Regions from separate parts of the Sus scrofa genome. Here region 2 is linked to region 1. A link is a contact called in public HiChIP or PLAC-seq data. All regions are on one chromosome and are shown on one strand. Each heading gives the region's core, a stretch centred on a gene start, on an enhancer-like site or on the middle of the called end of the contact. The rest is flanking DNA. Distances are from core to core; before and after follow the strand shown.

Region 1 (4,027 bases), core at 1,011-3,510:
ATATGTACTGGCCAAATAACAGTCCTCAAAGAGGTCCTCACCCCAATTCCCAGAAGTCTGTGTATATGTTATTTGACATGACAAAATATTTTGTAGATTTGACTGCATTAAGGACTTTGATGTGGGAGGTTTTTCTGGATTATCTACTTGGGCCAGCAGGAGGGTCAGAATCAGCGAAGACTATATGATGATAGGTAGCAGAAAGAAAGGTGATGACAGAAGTAGAGGCTGGAATGATATACTTTGAAGATGAAAGTACAGGAATGTAGGCAACCTCCAGAAGCCAAAAGAGACAAGGAAGCAGACTCTCCTCTAACACCTTCAAAAGAAACACACCTCTTCCAATACCCTGATATTAGTCCCACAAGACTAATTTTGAACTCCTAACCTCCATCACTATACAAATAAATTGCGTTATTTTTTATATATTTTTTGTTGTTTAGGGCCGCACCCACGGCATATGGAGGTTCCCAGGCTAGGGGTTGAATCAGAGCTACAGCTGCCAGCCTACACCACAACCACAGCAATTCAGTATCCGAGCCACATCTGTGACCTATACCACAGCTCACGGCAACACCAGATCCTTAACCCACTGAGCGAGGCCAGGGATTGAACCCACAACCTCATGGTTCCTAGTCAGATTCGTTTCTGCTGTGCCATGACAGGAACTCCTAAATTGTGTTGTTTTAAACACACCTCCTCCTATGCACCCCCTCAGGGGCGCACCTGAGGCATGCAGAATTTCCCAGCAGGAATCAAATCAAGACACAGCAGTGATGACAGCAGATCCTTAACCTGCTAAGCCACCAGGGAACTCCCAAGATTCATTTTTTAAAACCCTACAATCAGATCCTTAACCTGCTCCCAAGGGAGCACCTGCAGCCACCAGGGAACTCACAAGATTCATTTTTTTAAAACCCTACAATCAGATCCTTAACCTGCTGAGCCATAAGGGAACTCCCAAGATTTCATTTTTTAAAACCCTATAATCTAGTATAATGCAGTTCCAGGATATCTTATTCAAATAAACATATGACTTAATGCAAGTAAACAGATGACTTGAGAGATTGAATCAGAGCTATTGAGCAATAACTCTGAGCAAAGCCAGACAGAGGGTTGATTACTATCTTGAGTTCCTCCTATCTCCCAGAAATCCTCAAAAACAATATCAAGATCAACTAAAGACAGATGTCAGTTAATGAACATCTCTCAGCCCCTGTGTTCTCATTATTTATCTCAGCCCTTTCTTATATTGTTGTGTCCTGGGTAACTCCTGTCTTTAAAATACTGTTTTAGTACTCTTCTTCTGGGAAGTGTTACAAGTTACTTGGCTAAAAGCAACTTATTAGCTGAAAAAGGACAAGAACACTTGGAACAAAGAAATAGTCCGAAGATATACTTAAAAATTCAAATTCTTATTCCAAGCATACAGACACTGAAAAGTAAAAGAGATAAACTCTCCACCTTCAACAAACTCCTTTTTAAAAACTAAAAAAGGAGTTCCCATTGCGGCTCAGCGGTAAAGAATGTGACTAGTATCCATGAGGATTGGGGTTTGATCCCTGGTCTCGCTCAGTGGGTTAAGTATTAGGCTCGGCCCCAAGCTGTGGTGTGGGTCACAGCCGCTGCTGGGATTGGACCCCATATGTCGCACGTGGGGCCCTAAAAGGTAATAAAGTAAAATAAAAAACTAAAAAAAAATAGAACTAAGCAAAAGTTTGCAGTGCTATCTTTGTACATTTTACTAACTTCTCTATATATATTACGTTCTAAAATACTCTAAATCTAGTGTTGAATCAACAGTGCTTAATCAAGGAAGAACAATATTTGGTCTGTATTCTTTAGGCTGGAGTGAGAGAGGGAGATCATTTACAATGGCAGTGGCTATTTACAAGAGCAAGGCTGGATGGCAGGATGAAAGTCACGCGCTCGCAGACACAGGCCTTAGACAGGGGGAGAACTACGACGGCTCACGGTGGCATCGTCCCGCACCTGCCAGATGCGGCCGGAGAGCCAGGCGCAGCCGCCCTCCGCTTGCCCAGCCCAGGCCGACTAAGTCGGGGTGGCCGACTGGTCGGGGTGGCCACTCACTCACCTGGTTGGTGACCTGAAATAGAAGCAGAAAACACAATTTATAGAACTACTTTTCTTGCTCCGGAGCCCCGCTGCCCTGGCTCCTTCGAGGCCAGGTCTTACCTTGGCCTTAGCGTCCAGCTGCGGCTCACTAGACCCCTCCATGACAGGGTTGAGGGCTTCTTCCACCCTGCGGTGGGCACTCCGGGTTCACCGACACTTCCGCTTCCTCTTCCCGCCCCTTGAGGGCCGGCGCACGCAGCAGACGTAGGGGAAGACAAAAACAGAGATCCGTGTGTAATTCATCCTTAGTCTCAATTAGACATCGATATTCTAGAGCTGGTCAGTAAAAAAGAAAACTCTGTATGGAAAAAAGGTCCAAAATTTGGCGGATGCCTTGCAAAGAGAAGGACTGATTATCTTTAGGATTCCGCCACCCCCACTAATCTCATCAATTTGGACTCTTCCTCACCCCCGCCCACAGCGCCCTTTGCGCAAGCGCCAATTTCTGGCTGCGCAGACTCGTGCTTAGTAGGTACTGCTCGCCAAATTTGAAAGCTGCGGGACCACCACTTAGTCTTCCCTCTGGAAGTTTGTCCTGCAAGGGAGATGCCTGTGGACCTATAGTTTCATGATTAGGTTGCATCACTCGGATTCACTTCACTGGTAGGGTGGGTGTGCTTCTTCGCGGCCGCGCCAGCCCTCAACCTGACTGCAGCAGAACCCATCCGGTCTTCCTACTTTCCTCCTATTCATCTCAAAATCATTCTATAGAGTATCCAAAGCGATTTTCCCTCAGCTTTTTCTTTTGAAAAACTTAATTTTTTTCAGAAAAGTTGCAAAAAAGAGTATGTGAACACCCGTATACCCTGCATCTAGATGCACCGACATTTTTACACATCTACTTTAACTCTAGCTGCATACACAATAATGATGACACATCATCCCTAAGTACTTGAGCACGTATCTTCTGAGAACAAGGGCATTCTGCTGCATAATCTCAATACAACCATCACACTCAGAAAAGTTAATATTGATAAAATGCTATTATTTAACACATGGGCCAAATTCAAATTTCCTTGTAACAATATTCTTTTTTGAGGGCCGCACCCGCAGCATATGGAGATTCCCAGGCTAGGGGTCAAATTGGAGCTACAGCTGCCAGCCTGCACCACAGCCACAGGAACACAGGATCCGAGCCACGTCTGCAACCTACACCACAGCTCATGGCAATGCCGGGTCCTTAACCCACTGAGCGAGGCCAGAGACCGAACCCACAACCTCATGGTTCCTAGTCAGATTCATTTCCGCTGTGCCACGACGGGAACTCCTTAATAATATTCTTTAAAAATGTTCCCTGCCCTAGTCACGACCAGATTCAAATCAAAAACCACTTGTTAAATTTAGTTACAGTGCCTCAATCTTCAATCTAGAACTACGCTGGTAAAATGTCAGGGCCCCATTGTTTCCCCATCGGGAGGAGAATCTGCTTTCAAGTTGCTAGCTGACTCAATTCTATACAGTTCACATTTCCTTGCTGGCTTTTGGATGGAGGTTCTCAGTTTCTGGACATAATCTGCATTCCTTGACTTGCGGCCCCCATCCAACATCCTCAAAGCCATTAATGCCAGGTCATGTCCTCCACACTTTGAATCACTCTGCCTCTCCTTCTGCATAAGCTCTCCTCTGTTTTCTTTCACCACTCAAGTTTGAGAAGATTCCCTGTTTAGATGGGGCATACCCAGGTAATCCAGGAAGAAACCTAAATTACATACGCAGAGCAGTATCTAAATTACTGTTTGATCGAATAAGGGGGATAATAATTTTGAGGGGATAGGCATCTTTTTTTCTCCTTAGGGCCGCACCCACAGCATATGAAAGTTCCCAGGCTAGGGGTCAAATCGGAGCTGCAGCTAGCTGCCTGCCTACACCGTAGCCACAGCAATGCCAGAAC
Region 2 (4,027 bases), core at 905-3,404, 1.6 Mb after region 1:
TATTAGAGCAAACTGTCTATTGAGGTTTTGTGCTATCTTCAAAAACATTAGCAAGAAACAGACTTGTACCACTGCGGTCTCCCATTTAAAGAGCAAAATGTAACTGACACCCATGTACATTGATATGATAAAACTACTCAAATCCCAGTCTTGTAAACAATTACACACATGGGAGTGGTTTACCCACAAGAGGTGTGAAGAAAGCTCCATCTTTACAACTCTCTGCAACGGATAAGAGCCACAGTACTTATCAGCCAACCAGAAATACCTAATTCACAGCCGAGCCCTTTTCACAATGAGAGAAAATGGCATCTGGTTATTACCCAACAAGCTGCACATTCAATAAATACAATTAACTCTGTAACTTACTGTACAAAATTCTGTGCTCTTCCTATGTACTGCACAGGGTGAGAAAAAAAAAAAAAAAAAAGATGAAGCCAACTCCCAATTACCACCGCCAAAGCCAAGCTGGTGAAACAAGTCAGTCACCATACTTCAGGGTGTGTGGCATGTAAGGGCATGGAAGGGAAAACAATAGGAGAGCCCTTAGCAAAAAGACACCCATATTTTAAGAAAAAGAAAATGAAAGTGATTTAACATCATCAAGGAAGCTGAACGTGCACCAAGCCTAGGAAAAGATCTAGGAGCTACTCAAATTTTCTAGTTGGTGGCAGCTGATCACTACACCAGCTGTCACATTTTGAAGTTCTTTAGGTTTCCACTTTTCCCCACAAAACGCCCTCTACTACTCTAAAGCTGAAAAGTGACAGAGGAAGTAGAACATAAGATGAAGGGAAATGGCCGATGGGACAAGAGAACACAAGCGCTGCTGCAACCACATCTCTAGATGACCAAGTGGTCCAGTTATCCAAATACGGCTCTAAAAATCTGTATCAGATACCTTTCACATCCACATAAACCTCCATCTGCATCCCCTTCGTATAAATCTCTTAAATTGAAACGCCATGCCTTATTCTACAACCCCCATGATTATCTAAAACTCATCCTATATAGATATATAATATATATGGCATTATCCTTAACCGATACCACTACTCCCCTTAAAGAAAGGCAAATTTGTTTTTTCAAAGGGGAAGCAGAAAGGTGAGGATGGAATGTCATAAGGGCTTGGGGGGGGGGGAGGGGGAAGAAAGACGTGCAAATACCATTGCGGCAGAGACATTGGAAACGCCACTTCCCTCATCACTCTTGCAAATTCCCCTCGTGCATTACCCTCTACTCATCCCTCCTCCAACAATACATACACGTGTCATAAACACCCCGCACCACCAGCTTTTCTAGCATCACACACTTCCTTCCCAACCCTCTCTTGCCCCCCACAAAGACAGTCACACACACTTAGAGCAGAAACTGCTGCCACCGCACCCTATCTCAGCAAGAGCTCCTACCACCTAGCATCAAGCGCTTGCTGAAAGACAGCTCAATAAATACGTACGTAGACACACAAACGCACGAGCGCGCGCACACACACACTCACACACACACACACACCGGCGCACATGCGGTTTGTGGCGCAAGGAAGGGCGTGTGGAGACGCACCTGGAGGCTGGGTGTCCAGCGCTGCTGCCCCCCTGGTCCCTGTCACTGAGCGCAGCTGTGTAAATCCTCCGGTAGCGGTCGGCCAGGGCCCGGCCTGACAGCAGCAGCTGGTAGTGACCCCGGGAGTCCGCGGCCGGCAGCCCCAGCCCCAGCCCCGCGGCCGCCAAGGAGCCCTCGGGAACCGGCATGAACAGCGCCCCCGGCGCCGGGGAGGAAGAGATGGTGGCGGCAGGGAAGAATCCGTCCCCGCCGGGCCCCGAGGAGGCGGCGGCAGGAGAGGCAGTCGCTGCGCACATCATCATCCTCGCCGCCGCCTTGTCCCCGCGGGCCGGGCAAGCAGACACGCGCGCGCACACACAGCCCTTTTCCAACGACGACCAGTCCGGCGGGGGCCTCTCGCTCCCGCAGCAGGGAGACTACAAAGACAGCGACCTCCTCCTCCTCCTCCTCCTCCCTCCCGCGCCGCCCTCGCCGCTACTGGGGCCGCTCATCTAACCCCGCCACCTCAGGAGTGTGAAGGAGGAGGCGGTGCCGCCGCTGCCGCCGCCACCACCGCTGCCACCGCCGGAGCTACCCGCAATGGGAAGCAGCCGGCCGCACTGGGCATGCGCCACTCTTCGCACATGCTCAGTCACTCCGGCCCCTTGCCCTCCCCACCCCCTCTGCGCCGCCACTCCCTCCGCCTCGGGGGTTTGGGTGTGGGGCCTTAGAGTCACAGAATCCAAAAGAAGTCCACTTCTCCAGGTTTTACTAGCAGTTTGAGGAAGAGTGTGGAAAGTGCTGCGGAGGTTGTCAGCTCTGGCTAGTCAGCTTCAGGTTTGGGTTCCCTCCAGGTGCGAGAACTGGGACCTGAAATAAAGAGGCCCTGTGCCCACCGCCAGAGGATGACTGTCAAGGCATTCCTGCTACCTTTCTGCAAAGTCTGTGCTGCCAACGGGGAGACGTACTGCACTTGGTGCTGGTTGAGCTCAGAATTCAAGACAGAGGCCAGTCGAATTGGAAGTCCCCTTGGCGATCTTACTTGGTTTTTTTTTTTTTTTTTTTTTTGTCATTAGGATTTTTCTGTTTAAAATAGCTTTTACTTACAAAGGACAAGTAGTAATTTAGTGCTTTTTTTTTTTTCTGTAAAAGTAGAATTCCCAGATATGAGAGTATTCACAAGTCAGTCATTCCCAAATTCTTCTCAACATTCATATCAGAGCCAAACTTTAACACAGTAATACTTTTCTAAAATAGTCATTTTTGATTCCACACTCACCATAAGAGGGCATTTTTATCTCTTGACAGTGGTCACTTCATGGTTTATCTTTTTTGCTCAGACTTATAAAGATAATTCTTGAATATTATCTGAAACTATAATTGTGACTGTGACTGTGTAACATCTGAAAATGTCATAATCTACCAAAGATCTTATCATTGTTACCTATAAAAATGTAATATTTGCTGAGTTCCCTGTTCCAAGCTATTCTGACTTCTTCTAAGCAAATGCTCTAGAAATACATATGCCAAAGATCCTGATTCCTATTTTTATCCTTTTGGCTCTCAATTTGAAGAGTTTGCCTATCTTATACTCCCAACAAAATCATTTGTCTAAGTCCTATCATCCCAGTGCTGTACCCTTTAAATACTTAGTGGATCTTAAGCATCTTTGAATGTCCTTCTCTAGGGGGAAAAAAAAGTGAAGCCTTGTTCACTGTTTAGAGAAATACAAACAAAAAGTGGGGAAGTAAATTCTAGTTTTTGCAAGGAGAGAGTGCCAAAGGAGTGCATTGTATCTGAGGCTTTGAATAATAAATGGATGTCATTTTGATTTTAAAAAGATAAGTAGAAGTGGAATAATGAAGACGGGAACAAAGAACAGGCATGAAAAATCACAGTATTCTCGTCATGTGAGTAGCACGGTTACACAGGTTTTGTACTGCCTCATTTCCTCAACTATCTTATAGGCTCCTTCAGAGCTTCTCATTTATCTTTGTGTCTTCCTTAGCCCCTGGTCTAGAACCTTGCATATGGTAGGTATCCAGTAAGTATTTGTTGGGGGAAATTCCTGTCCTGATGCTTAGGCACTGTTAACAAACCTGTATTGAACAGAAACCTCTCTGCCCCCAGACCCCCTCCCCCGCCAGTCAGTCCTGGGGTGAGCCAAGACATAGAGGCTAGAGGAGTTAAAGGCCCATGCAAGAGCCAGAGAGGTGGCTGTAAGGCACTGACAGTGGATTTGGATCCTGGCTTTGCTCCTTGCAAGTCTTTGGGCAAGTCTCATCTTCTGAACAATGGTCAAAATAGTACTGCAGGAGATGGTGCAAGCTCTAGGATATCCACCTGTCCCATGACTTTTCAAAAATGGTCACACACAGAACAAAACAAACTAGACTTTTCCATAAAGACTGAAATGGTGCTTGTGTCTGCTCCCCCACTGCCTTCCAACTCCCAGCACAGACTCTGGCAGGAGGGAAACAGACGTTGG

What was found. HiChIP or PLAC-seq counts read pairs in DNA pulled down with a chosen protein or histone mark.
Region 2: a contact with region 1 is called in an H3K27ac HiChIP or PLAC-seq map of alveolar macrophages. The contact joins the promoter of MYCBP2 here to the promoter of COMMD6 in region 1. A contact is called at or near these places in 1 of 5 promoter capture datasets (liver) and 1 of 2 datasets of contacts at active chromatin or transcription factors (alveolar macrophages).

Annotation. Positions count from the first base shown.
Region 1 is chr11:47,816,283-47,820,309 of Sscrofa11.1, forward strand. COMMD6 (COMM domain containing 6) reads right to left here and starts at 2,261. Exons shown (of 4, transcript NM_001267850.1): 1 at 2,197-2,261; 2 at 2,096-2,107. The coding sequence starts at 2,238.
Region 2 is chr11:49,430,711-49,434,737 of Sscrofa11.1, forward strand. MYCBP2 (E3 ubiquitin-protein ligase MYCBP2) reads right to left here and starts at 2,155. Exons shown (of 85, transcript XM_021065752.1): 1 at 1,561-2,155. The coding sequence starts at 1,862.